Linked DNA regions of Hordeum vulgare: all the other regions are linked to region 2. A link is a contact called in public Hi-C data. All regions are on one chromosome and are shown on one strand. The core of a region is the stretch at or near the end of the contact, and the rest is flanking DNA. Distances in the headings are between cores, read along the strand shown. Region 1 has its middle 66 kb from the start of LOC123400038. Region 2 has its middle 75 kb from the start of LOC123400041. Region 3 holds the start of LOC123400038 (rab GTPase-activating protein 22-like).

Region 1 (4,703 bases), core at 586-3,085, 270 kb after region 2:
AATATATGGAAATAAGAACATTTTCTGAACTTCCGGAATAAAATTTGAAAACACGAACATTTTTTTAACTTCTGAAAAAAATTGAAAACACAAACATTTTTTCGAAAAATGGAACATTTATTCAAAATTTAAAATGCGAACATTTTTTAAAACTGGAATATTTTTTGTAAACTCCAAAGAAAATTTGAAAACAAGAAAATGTGAAAATTTTGAACAATCATTGAAATGGAACATTTTTTGAAATCCTCGAAAAAAGACGTTAAACATGAACCTTTTTGAAATATGCGAACTAAATTGATCACACATTCTTCATGCTTTTAAAATATTTACACTTTTTTCAACAAAATCAACACACATTATTAAATACTTTTTATATACTAGGACAATGCCCGTGGTTGCTACGGTGGCACATATATTCTCCCAACTCCCTAATCTGTTTGATGAATAGGTTTTCAAATTCATTCTATGAATGCTGAAAATTTTGATTCTGTCATAACCCTTCAACAGTTGTGTACTACTTAGATTCGGGACACAACCACTAACTATCTTTGTGATGCATCAGACTTTGATTCATAATATTTTGAAAGCGTAGGAATAAGAAAAGTATAGGGTTGAAGTGGCATGTCCACTTGAATCCTATAGGATTAGCTATGAGTGTTTGATGCCACAGGAAAACAAAGGAATTGTAAAAAAGGTTGAAGTGGATGTTAGAATTTCTATATGAAATGTAGTACAAAAGATTCCATCGAAAATATCCATATAGGATTCAATCATATCAATAAAAGGATCAACATAGCAAAAATTTAAAATCATTTCAGTCCTTTAAAAATCCTATTTACTTCTTTTGAATCAAAGGAGGCCCTAATGTAGGAAAAATCCTAAGGATTTCAATCCTCCAAAAATTCTATAAAATGTCTTTAAATCAAAGGAGTCTGAAAACACTAAACGACAGCATTATTTTATTTTAAATATATTAGACAGCTCCATCGAAAACAATCAATTCGTAAGGACATGCATACTGAATGTTCTACGTTGTGACGCACGAGCATGTTTGTTAGTTCTTAAAAAAAATTATAAAAAATATGAAAATCAAATATAAGCCATTACTTTACATAAAGCTTGTATCAATAACATTGTGCATTTTTTATACATTTAGAAACATTTTTTATAGACACGTTTAATACATTTAGTATAAATTTAGAAAAATAAAAAAAATATTAATTATCCATATGTATTGTACATTTTCTATATATAATGCAAACTTTTTATATTCAAGTTGGGTATTTATTTAATGCATGATTAATATATACTTTTCAAAGTTTGGATATAGAAGATTTCTACAATTAAAATATTCAGAGTACACCTAAAGAAAGCCAAAATAAAAGAAATAAACAAATAAGTGCTCAAGGCCGGCCCAGTTGGGCAGCCGGCGAGCAATCCCGACGGTAGAAACAGAGAGAAGGAGATGAAAAAAGGGTGACAATGATGGGTTCGAACCTGGGTCTCCTATGTAGAAGAGCATGCAACCAACCAGTTAGGATAGACACGGACTTGTTATTTATGCAGGGATCGCTTTCTATTGACACAAACGCAACGACCGATTTCTAATAAACCTGAATCGTTTTCTCCACTTACCGATGGCATAGGGGGTAATTCATACGAAATCTAAGGGCAAATTATATAACGGACGACCAAAAACCGTATTTGCTTTATTATTAGGGAGAGATGTTCTAACAATGAATGTAAAAAAATCTATTTTTACAATAGCAAGGTCCCTATAGCATTAGGGCCCCTACAGGTTGTGATGGGCTGGCCTAGTTATGGCGCTCTTGTATGTTCGCCCGACTACTCGCGGCAATGAGCGGTCCATAGGAGCTCCTGAGGTGGCGCTCTTCAGCTAGCGGCGCATTGCGGCAAAAACCCCAGTTAACCAGTTCGTATTTTTTTCTGCACTTTTTTCCCATTTTTCCTATTTTATTTACTTCTTTTCCTTTTCCTTTTTTTCTTTTTGTTCTCTTGTTCTTTATTTTTTATTATGTTTCTCTTTCTATTTCTTATAAAAAGTTACTATTCTGATTTGTTTCAAAATTTCTGAAACTTAAATAGGTTTTGTATTTAGAAATAAAATTTATAAATACAAAAAAAAATAGAATTACTGGAGAATTTATAAAAATTCAAAAATTTCTTGATTATATCAACAATCCTTGAAACTATGATTTTCTTTGAAAATTGGTACATTATTTATAATTCTAATACTTTTTCGAAACACTAACATTTTTTTGGAAATACGGATTCTGTTAAAATTTCATAATATGATTTGGAAAATGGGAACATTTTTTAAATTTCAGAAAATTTTTTAAATACACAAACATTTTTGGAAAAAATAAACAATTTTTTAGTCTATGAACAAATTTAAAAAATATAGAACATTTTTCTAAAACACCATTTTTATAATTTTGTGAACTATTTTTAAATACGGGACAGTTTTTTATCTTACATAGATTTTTTGGGAAGTTAATTGTTTTAGCAAATAAAGAAAATTGTCCAAAATTCCCGCAAATTTGCAAATCATGAACATTTTTATAATTGGTGAACAAGTTTTCAATTTGTGAACAAATTTTTAAAAAAGAGCAACATTTTTAGAAAATTGTGACCAGCATATTAATAACGGAACATTTTTTGAAAATATGAACACAATTTGAAAGCCACCACATTTTTGACAATTCCTGATTATTTTCTGAAGCACGAATGTTTCAATACAAATCGTGAACAAAATTTTAAACACGATTGTTTTTTCAAATTCAATACAAAAATTAGGAAATTTCGAAAAACATAGGAAAGGTAAAAAAAGTTAAAAAGCCAAAGAAAAAATGAAAATGAAAACAATAAAACTTTTGAAAAAAGAATATCTATAAAAAATGCAAAATATTTTTTCTGATACCGAGCATTTTTTGAACTTATGATTGTTTCTAGAAGGTTTCGAAAACCGGTGGCAACCGAAAACTAGGCCGGCCTATGTGACGTCCCCTCCTATATTTTTGTTTGTGTTTATTTTCCCACCTATGTGACCTCCCCTCCTATGCACACAGAGGCAGCGACCTGAGCCGGGCGATTCCTCTATGGTATTTTCTGATTCTTTAATTTTCTTTTCTTTTTCTGTTTTTATGTTACTTATTACAATCCTTCCTGATTTTAAAGTTTGTATAATAATTAAAAATAATATTTTCTAAAATTCCTGGAAACGTTTTGAAACATAAATATTTTTATAAAAAACAAGAACAAAATTTGAAACTGAGACTAAGTTTTTATACACAAACATTTTATGAGAATCATGAACAAAAAATAGAATAATGAACAAACATTTTTTATACACAAACATTTTATGAGAATCGTGAACAAACATTTTACGAGAATCATGAATTTTTTTTGAAAACGAGACTAATTTTGAAAAGGAGAATATTTTTTGTAAAACAAATATTTTTATGAAATCATCACACTTTGTTGAAAAACAAAACCATGTTCCTAAATTTACGATTTTTTTCAAAATATATGGAAAAAATTTAAAAATCGTGCAGTTTTTTAATACAAGAACAATGTTTGAAACACAAACTTTTTTAAAATATGAAGACATATTGTAAGCAAGATTGAAATTTAAAATTATTTTTTTAAGCATGAACATTTATATATAAATTGTGAACAAAATTTTGAAAACATGACATAAATTTGATCTACAAAAAAAATTAGAAAATGTCAAACAAAAAGAATGGGAAAAGGAAAAGAATGGGAAAAGGAAACAAAAATAAAACCATAATTTGTTTCAAAACACAGGGTTTTTTTAAGTCGCCAACATTTTTTAAAAATAATGAACATTTTTTTATGTTACAAATATTTTCATAAAACGGTTATTATTTGAAAATTAGAAGATTTTCTTAAAAGTACAAACTTTTTTTAAAATTTTAAAAACCATTATCGAACTTGAACTTAGTTTAAAATAGATAGAATAACCTTATAAAAAATAAAAAGAAGAAACAGGAAAAAAGAAAAAAGAAAGAAAAAAAACAGAACCAAAAAATAACTAAAAAATGTAAACAAAACAAAAAAAAGGTTCAGGAATCCTTCTAGAATGTTACCAAAACAGTGGGTAAGCAAAATTGGGCCGGACCAAACCGAGTTGGGGGTTCTGCGGAGCCTCGACAATTCGCCGCAAAATGCGTCCTAAGTTTTAGGGATAAGTGACACGTAATCGCGCCCCATATTGTGATCAGGAAACAACAACAAAAAACAGCAAACACATGACAGATTTTTTTAGTCTAAACCCATTATTTTCTCCATGTCGAGCGAGGTTACTTCTTGCTATGTTTGCTTGAGATGCGCTGGTCGAGTTGTTTCCGAGGATTTTCTTTTCCTTTTTTGTTTTTCATTCGGTTTTCTCAGTTTCTACATCGGTTTTCCCATGATGTTTTTTTGTTTTCCTTCATCTCGTCCGTGGTATTCACAGGGTGTTCTCTTCTTCCTAAATTTTTATTTGTTTTTCTTGGTTTTTATCTGGTTTCTTCATTGTTTCTTACTCGGTTTTTTAGTTTTCATTAGTTTTCATTGGTTTTCTTTTGTATTCATTCTTTTACTGGGTTTCTTCATTTTTGTTGTGTCTTTGTCGATTTTCATCGGTTTTCATTTTATTCAGCACAATTCATCTTCTTTTT
Region 2 (4,421 bases), core at 207-2,706:
TGATGTAAAAAGGTGTAACAACCGGAAAAAAACTAGTCAAGATGACTAAACACTTAGCCAATTATCCCAGACTTCTACATCGGTGATGATTGCGGTGATCCAAATTCTTCGTTTTCCTGGTTTTCAACACTGCAACTCTTGGAAGTATGGGACACAAAGAAAGAATACCAAAGTCTTTAGTCAGGAAACCTATACATTATTTTCGTAGTGAGCAGTATTGCTATTGGATGTATGGACAGTAATCTAGTGAATTCTCGAAACATGTCGGCCTATGGCGTGACTTCTTTTGCTCCGAAACTCCTCCTCTCCTTTGGAAACCCTCTTCCTTCGCTGAAACCTTTTCTGAAAATGAAAATTCTAGGTGAGGAATACCCCAACCCCCTAGTGAAAGTTTCAAAAAGGAAAACAATAAAAATTTGTCATGATGAAGTCAAATTTGCTAGTTTCTTGGTGTGGTGGGTGATGGAACAACGATGGGTACAATGTTATTGTGGGGTCTTTCGCCCATGGGTGGTGACAATGATAACGTGTACCATGTTGATGGGAGTCTTCCGCTTGTATCTGTTAAGTTTGTACTCCTTTGTTTTGACTTGGCCACGGGCACGCGATGTTTTTAGCTTTTTGTTAGATAGTGTTTATTGCATGTTTCTTTTTCTCAAACTAATTGGGCAATCGTGTTCTCCTGGTAGTACTTCATTCGTTTTTGTTTACTCTGCATATTATCAAACAAGTTTATAGAAAATAATATAGATTTTCACAACATCAAAACTATATGATGTAAAAATATATTCAATGTTGATTTTAATGGTATTAGTTTCGTATTTTGAATGTTAATAACTTGTTTATATAAACTTTTTAAAACCAGACAGTGAGAAAGCTTCGTACTTCTAATTCTAACACTTGAAAATTATTATCGTATTTCTAACTCTACCTCGCCATTTATCCATGTACTTCGTACTTTCACCAAACTTGGACCAAATCGAAGGCAGTACACCATCCAGCTCCTCTCCGGGAAACCAGCACAATCTAAATCTGAAATATATGAGTAATCTGCGGTTTCTTAGAAGATACATCCTGAGAGGCTAGTGGTCGGATGTCGCTGCATAACAAGATTAGGTATCCGTGGCTACACCGGTAAGAGATTTTGTAGTCACATGATGTAATCTATCTATGGAGCCCCCTTCCTGGAAATCAGCTAGACCACATCTCATGAATGCTTATTTCTCTCTAATAGGGACAAGAGCCACTAGACACTATGATAATCAGGCTAACAAGATAGTGATGACTAGCGGTTGCATAAGAAAGAAAATGACCACAATGAAGTCAGTAAGCTTAACCGATATCTTTAGCGAGGCCGATAACCACTCGATCCGAAACCCCTATCTAGTGGCGTACGCTTTGAAAACCCTAGCGTCGTTCTCACTCTAAAATGGTTCCATTCCCATCTACATACTGTTGGGAATAGGCAAGAAAGAACATTCCACCACTAGAATTCAAAGGATGGCACGATGCTGATAGCTACCTCTGGTATACAATGCGACGGGTATTAAACCAAGACAAATGAATGTTTATTACCCAGACCAACCACTCGCAGCTCACTGTCATTGGCGCGCAATAATGGACCGTAATCTGTTGTTTAGGCACCTGACTTGTTTATGATAGTACTACACAGTCAGTGAGTGATGTTCTCCGACAAATAAATCTGGCGTTGTTTCATTCGTAGACAACGGGGGCAGCCGGGCTCCTGGGGGCGGGCGCACTAGAAAAGTATTAGTACGTTCTCCAGCAATTGAAGCAACCAAGATTGTGTGCTGGAGCCACAAACCTACAAGAGTGGAAAGGGCATATCTGAAGCGGAATCTGCATCTCGTCACTTGATCCATCTTCTTCCTCCCCTAAATTAGAATATACTTCTTCCCTCGATCCGTAATCAAAAGGCTCTGGAAAGTATCGCTTGGTTGTGCTCCCCCTCTTGACCACCGCCGGAGGCATCGATCATGCTTTGCGCACTGCTTACCTCAGATCGGACCAAGTAAATGAAACAAAGCACCGACGGGCCAACGGATAGTGTAGGGAAGCAACACACAGTCACCAAGCTGACTTCTTGGGAGTCATTTTCAGGCTTCGTCTAAACAAATCACCGTGCAAGAGCTAGCAGCAGCCCTTGCAGCCCACAAGAGGTAGCTGTTGCAACAACAGAGATCGGGTTATGTGTTTTCCCTTCGTTTTTGAAGAAACAGAGGTCGGATTATGTGTACTACGTCAGCTGTTAATGGATAAAACCGAGCCAAAGTAAACGCGTAGCCTAATACTTGCTCCTGATTGGCACCAGAAATGGCGACGAACGATGGCGACATTTCTTCTTCTTAGAGCAATTCTATCGGACTGATGATATCTTCGGTCGTCATAATGCATATGAGACACCCTTCATAATATCTTGAAGGCTGGTCAGACGACGCGTTATATACCAGCCTTCAATATTCTTTTGTTCCTCATTCAAACACTTGGATTACTTTTGAAATAAAATGATTTATCCCATCATTTCATAAGAAATGCTGTATAGAATTTTCAACAAGGTACACGAACCAAAGGATTAAACCAACATGTATAAATCACATGTCGTCGACATGTGCACCATCCCCTTCCCCTCCGGCATGTGCATCATTCCTTGCTTCGGCGTTTACGCTGTCCTCTTGTCTGGTGTTTACAACTTCCCATTGCTCTCGCAAACCGAACGTAAATTGGTGCACCATTGGATCAATAACATTCGGATTCAATATGATGAACCGGTTCTCCTTTGCCATCCGAACATTTTCCCACCATGCCTCCTCATTTTAAAGCCTACACGCCTCGATCTCTTCTTGACGTCGTCCGCTCTCTTGCATATAAATGTTTTTTTATTTACCATCGATCCTCCAAAATTCCTCAAATCCACACCATAACACAAAAATTGCAAATATTGCCAATATTTTATGTGGCCATGTCGTGTTCAATCGAACCAATCGAAGTACAAGGCGAAATAGAGATTTTTGTTTTTATCTCATCGGTGTTTCTGGTCCACCGGAGACTAGAAGATGCCCCTGTTTTGCTCGTCGGGACAAAGGAAGAAGGGCAAGGGTGTTGTCGCCCCCCTAAGCCTCATTCCGTTTGGAGGATTTTCATAGGAAAAATGTATGAGCAAGAATCCCAGAACAAATTTTCCTACAAATGCATTCGGTTAATAGGAAACACGTACAGGAATTTTGTAGGAATACTATTTATTTATTTTGTTTCTTAATGAAAGTATACATCCAATCGAAGCTCATTATTTTTGCATAGGAACGGCGCAAGTCAATTCCTTAGAATGACAAGTGACATCCTATCAAATCCCTATATTACTCCTAATTCTTACGTTTTAGTTTCCTCCAAACCTAATAAGGCCATAGTCTTCTTTTTCTATCCCTTCGCTGCGTGCTGTCTCGGCTCCTACGGGTGGACGAATAGGTTTTGTTACCGCTAAGGCCAAATGTCACCGATAGCATGGACGATGTGCTGGCCCAAGCGATGGTCCACGATTGTCGAAGGTGCGAGAGGTGCAAACAGGTGCAACAATTGTTGAAGTCATGGGACCAAACTCTAAACAGACATATCAGGATGTCGGGGTCGAGGCGGCGCCAATCGCTTCGTCGACAAGGATTCGGAACGGCTAGAAGCGGCCATAGATGGTGCTACGACAAGGATAGGGATGCGACCATGCGGGCGGAAAAGGTAGGGGGCGAAGGAAATGTCGCTTTCGCCAAACCGTTTTTAGGATTGGGTGCCCTTCAAATATCCTTCTTCTTTCTTGCGCCGCCAAATATGGAGACTCACGGACTCGATTTAAAGTGACCTTCAAAATTTATGTTTTTTTATCAGAGTATAATCGAAGTGGTTCACATACACGAGCGTACACTAATCTCTATGAACGCACGCACGTACACCTTACCTCTATGAACATCTTCGAAAGACTAAGCCGACACATCATCTTAAGATTGACGACTTCGTCATTGACGCCTTCGTTGTCGACGGAAACGTCTCCTCCCATTGAAAGCACATCGTCGGAAAACCTTGAATAGATTCAGGAAAATGCAAGCACCAACGTCAAGTCTGAAGCTTAAACTTTGATGGGTAGGGATACCACATTCCTTCTAACCATTCAACCACGGGTTGGTTTGCACTTCAAAATTTATGTTGATCACGCGTGGGATGACGGCTCAGCTAGACGAGAAGAAATGTCAAACGGACGGAGAAGAGTTGCTCCTACCCATCGCCGTCGCCTGATCACCGCGAGGCGAGGAACTGGAATCGCCAAAGACGTTTCGGCTCACAGCCATCGAGCCGTCCACCGTCCGGATCGAGCGGCTGAGCTCGCGTGTCGGGTCGGTGCCCCAACCTTTCCGGCG
Region 3 (4,273 bases), core at 1,466-3,965, 340 kb after region 2:
TGCAAATACACATTCTTATAAGATTGCTAACATGTTTATAAAATAAGGCCACGAGACCACACACATCGCTCATTACAAGATCGATACGTATGAAATTTACTAGTACAGGATTGCCTGTCCTATATTTTGAGTTGACCAGTTAATAAGCCGGGTTGTACCAACCTAGAATGACACCAAGCATTCCAATGATGAAGACAAGCTTGTTGATGACAGCAGCAGTTATCATAAGCATAAATGACACACCCAAAAAGACAAGACATCTATCCAAGCTCATGTGTGTGCGTGCAGATTGTGTTTTGCAGGATAGCACTTGGTGGTGATGCTATTACTGTATTACTACAGCTGTGTGTGCATATTTCCTTCTTAAAACATCCACCGATAATCTTGATTAATTGACTACATCATCATCCAACAAGGTGCTCTGAGGAATATTTGGGTGTCGCTGACATCTCAAATTTGGTCAAAGATATGAACCTTATAGATTCTACTAGGAATAGAAGAGATCAAGTAACTCACACTCCAAGTAGGAAGGGCCAAACTTCAGCCCTAATGCCTGGTTCAATACCCTGGTACAACAAAAGAAATGCACATTTTCAGTATGTATACTCCCAAGCAAGCATCATAGACAAGTACATATGCAAACCATATATGCATATGAATAACAATGCTTACCCCACTACGGACTTTCTTTAGGACCTTCTTTCCCCCATCACGAAGTTTCCCATTGGCCGAAAATTGACCATCCCACTGTTGACGAGAAAGTACTCTTTTCCTTTTCCTTCGAGACCATGGAGATTTAATTCCTCCGCTGAGAAAAGGAATTGATATGTTTTAAGCAAAGAGCATAAGGAGAGGTATTGGTCAATAAAAGAAAAAGTCGGTAAACCAACTAGCTGGCTATATACTAGTACAGTCCAGTCCAGTGCCATGACATGCACATTTCACATCTACTGTTCATAGGCAGATAGATACGGCACCTAAACAGTGAATGCTTAAATTCCTTAGTTCAATCATACTTTCGTGCTTATTTAAATGCATCATACTGAATTTAAAGAGAAATCATTAGCCATACAAAAGATGTTACTGCAAAGAAAATTGAGGTGATTAGTTTGTCAAATCAGTTTTATGTGGAATAACCGAATAAGTTCCCCACGGTTACTGTTTTAGAAATTATTGTTATACTAAAACTGGGAAACTGTTAAGACAGGTTTATTGTTAACTGCATCAATAGAATTTATGCTGCTCGCCCATATTTAAAATCAACCACATATAGCCGAACCTTACATTAACTTCTAGGCTTCTAGTTAGAATATAATATCAAGCTCAAAAATGGAGCCATAGTCAGGGTGAGAGAACATTTGGGGTCAGCTTAGATGAAAATGACTTCAGTGAGAACGTATGATCACTTCTATGTAGCATTTTTTATCACTGCGTTGGTGAAAACAAATAAGCTGAAAGGCAACAGGAGTAAAACTTAAAAGTATGTGGTCTGGGAACTGTTTTGTGGCACGCAGGCTTAGATGGGTCATGATTGACAACCTTTGATAACTCTACGTTAGCATAATTGCACAGAAGGAACTAGCTCAACTTTATAGGTAGCCGTTCAAGCGTGAAAGCTTCACTATCAAACCAAATAAATGCATAACATAGTCAGTATTAGTATTTTTTAAAGTATTATTTTTAGGAACCAAAATTTGCTTTCCTTGGGGGGCAGGTCACCAGCAAGGTCCTACATACCATGACATCTAACACTAAGAATCAACAAAAGCAACCTGAAGTAGCTATCAATTCAAGCTAGCAGCAAGCAAGCTACCTCCCGATTCAAACACCAATGCACAGCGATGCCTGAACTAATTGCATAAGGCGTCCGAGCATTCTGTAATTTGAGCACTAGTATTACCATAAGTTGCATACTTAAACACAGAAAAGAGGCATCTTTGGAACAAAGCATGCAGCTAACTCATTCGTAGCAATGGCAAGTGCTTGAAGCACTTGGCCAAGCCATCACCACACGATCTACTCCAATCGAAACTGGAACGTGAAGCTCGAGTGGATCGAAGAACAGAGAAGCCCTAATTCGAGCACTTCAGTGGCCTCCAGGCCACCAATTCAACCACGGCGAGGTACGCCGGAGCGCACAGGACCAGATCAGAAGCTGTAGAAAAGCTGGAAAGTTGGCATTTTTACTCGCCAGCTCTGGCCAATCCAGAGAGAGAGGAGGGAAGGGGAGGGAACCCACCGATCCGAGCGCGGCGAGGAGGAGGCGGCGGGCGAGGACGAAGAAGAGGCCGCGGCCGCAGCCGACGCAGACGGCAAGGCGGGCACGGAGCTCCCGGCGGCAGCGGCGGCCGCCGCCGCCGCCGAGGAGGAGTTGGACGAGGCGGCCGCGACGAGGAGCGAGCGGATGTGGATCCAGGAGGAGGAGGGCGGGGACGACGCGGCCGTGGGCGAGGAGGAGGAGGACGGAGAGGTCGAGGTGCTGGATCGCCGCAGGGCCTTCATGTCCGCCCGTCCGCCCGTCGGTCCCTCTCGCCCACCTACTACCCCCCACGCACGCCCACTACAAGCACCAGCAGCACGACCTCCGCCCCCGCCTCCCCGGCGCCATCCCCGCCGCCCCGGGATCTCGCCGCCGGCGCCTGCTGCAGGTTAATCCGGTTTTTTTCCCCCGCCCACCGTGCTTTAACTCTAAGCTTTTGGGAAATGGACGGAAGTGGTAGGGGAGAGGGAGGGGGGCATGTGACGCCAATAAAGCCACACACACACACACACGGAGAGAGGGGGGTGGGTGGGGTGCCGTGCGCACTTCAACGGGTCCGGTCCGGGCTGCCACGTGGGGCCCGCTCGTCAGCGAGACAGGGCATCGAAGACTAGACCTACCGCCGCTAGGACACACAACTGCCCGGCATTGAAGAGTCCCACACGGCCGGCCGGCCGGCGTCCTCGGCCTGTAGGTCAACTTTCCCAGGATCTTTATTTATTTTTCTCCGGTTATTATTGTCCATGTTTATCTTCATTCATTCGATGGCTAGCCTCTCGTTTTGAAGAAATAAAATCGGTTTGAAACAAGATTTGCAGGCTGAATCTTTGGGTCAACCATTTGTAGGGTTTCTTCGAATTTTTTTTTTTGCGTGTGTTATACTCCATACATACAGACCAATAATGGTGTGTGACTGTCTGGAGCTGCCAAACGGCATCGGCGGATGGATGGATATGGTCGAGTTTTGACTCTGTCGGCCGACACGTTTAGCCCGTGGAGGATCCGGGTTTGGTTAGCCAGTCAAGTCAACTGTTGACATGCTGAGTTTATTTTTATTTTTGCTTGTTTGGGAGAAACGGAGAGATGTGTGTGTTGTGTTGGTGTGTGGACTCGTCTATCATCGTCCACTGTGTTTGATTTGAACTGGTCGCGCGCGGGTTTGGTTCGCGGGGCGACACGGCAAGCGGCGGTGGCAGCGCTTCAACCATGACACGACACAACTGCTTTGATGATAACGTTATGACGTGCTTCCACGGCAGCCGTATTGGCGTCTGGTCCAGTGACGATGTTGGCGGTGACAAACACGGCAGAGAAGACTGTTGTGCCGGTCTTGCCGGTGCTGCGGCTCACAGTGGTTGCGGAACTGCGAGATGTACACATCGTGGATAAAGAAGAAAGGAGAGATCAAATAGATCCGGTAGGTCGAGGGGGTGAATTTGATGTAATTTGTTCTGTGACTAGTAGAGCGTTCGTGCATTGTTAGGGGCAAAAAATAAATTTATCAAAAAAGCTCTCGCACGCTTTATTATACTAGTAATCTGGCACGTGTAACGCACGTATAACCATAAAAAAATATACTCATTCATTCTTATTAGTAGGTATTATTAAATAAAAATCAAAAGATAACATGATAATGTATTAATATAACAGAATTCATTACATTATTGTCTGTGAATCATTTTTTACAGAGCCTAACCTGTACATCAGGCATTTGTCAAACATAGCTCCCGTATACTTTTCTACAAACGCTTTATAGGATTTTCCATTCAGGTAGTGTTTGCAAAACAAAGACGGCTCTTCACTCAAAAGACAATAAAGTTTCAAGCATCCCAAATGTCATGAGAACCAGAGATATCATCCTGCTTGACCTGATAAAAACATGTAAATCCAAAAATTGGAAAGATATGGAGGTACTAATTAGTTTAAGAAAACATTCAAAAAGAGAGCGTACATACTCCATGCTACTAAGGCATGGTATGAAAGTGCATTTCAAAAAAAAGGCATAGTATGACC

The links. A called contact is a pair of places that touch in the nucleus more often than the background predicts.
Region 1: a Hi-C map of leaf shows a contact between it and region 2, with 5 times the contacts expected there. The contact joins two enhancer-like sites. A contact is called at or near these places in 5 of 6 Hi-C or Micro-C datasets (leaf and seedling).
Region 3: a contact with region 2 is called in a Hi-C map of leaf, with 5 times the contacts expected there. The contact joins the promoter of LOC123400038 here to the enhancer-like site in region 2. A contact is called at or near these places in 2 of 6 Hi-C or Micro-C datasets (leaf and seedling).

The regions. Positions count from the first base shown.
Region 1 is chr5H:497,655,528-497,660,230 of MorexV3_pseudomolecules_assembly, reverse strand. No RefSeq gene overlaps it. Among protein-coding and RNA genes, the nearest start is that of LOC123400038, 66 kb to the right of the region's middle. Within about 2 kb of position 1,835, at least 3 of the 3 cell types and tissues checked have open chromatin away from gene starts, as enhancers often do. A contact at or near this core is called in leaf, where this site is marked.
Region 2 is chr5H:497,926,311-497,930,731 of MorexV3_pseudomolecules_assembly, reverse strand. No RefSeq gene overlaps it. Among protein-coding and RNA genes, the nearest start is that of LOC123400041, 75 kb to the left of the region's middle. Within about 2 kb of position 1,456, at least 1 of the 3 cell types and tissues checked has open chromatin away from gene starts, as enhancers often do. A contact at or near this core is called in leaf, where this site is marked.
Region 3 is chr5H:497,590,270-497,594,542 of MorexV3_pseudomolecules_assembly, reverse strand. It overlaps LOC123400038 (rab GTPase-activating protein 22-like), which reads right to left and starts at 2,715. Exons shown (of 5, transcript XM_045094433.1): 1 at 2,240-2,715; 2 at 673-808; 3 at 517-566. The coding sequence starts at 2,502.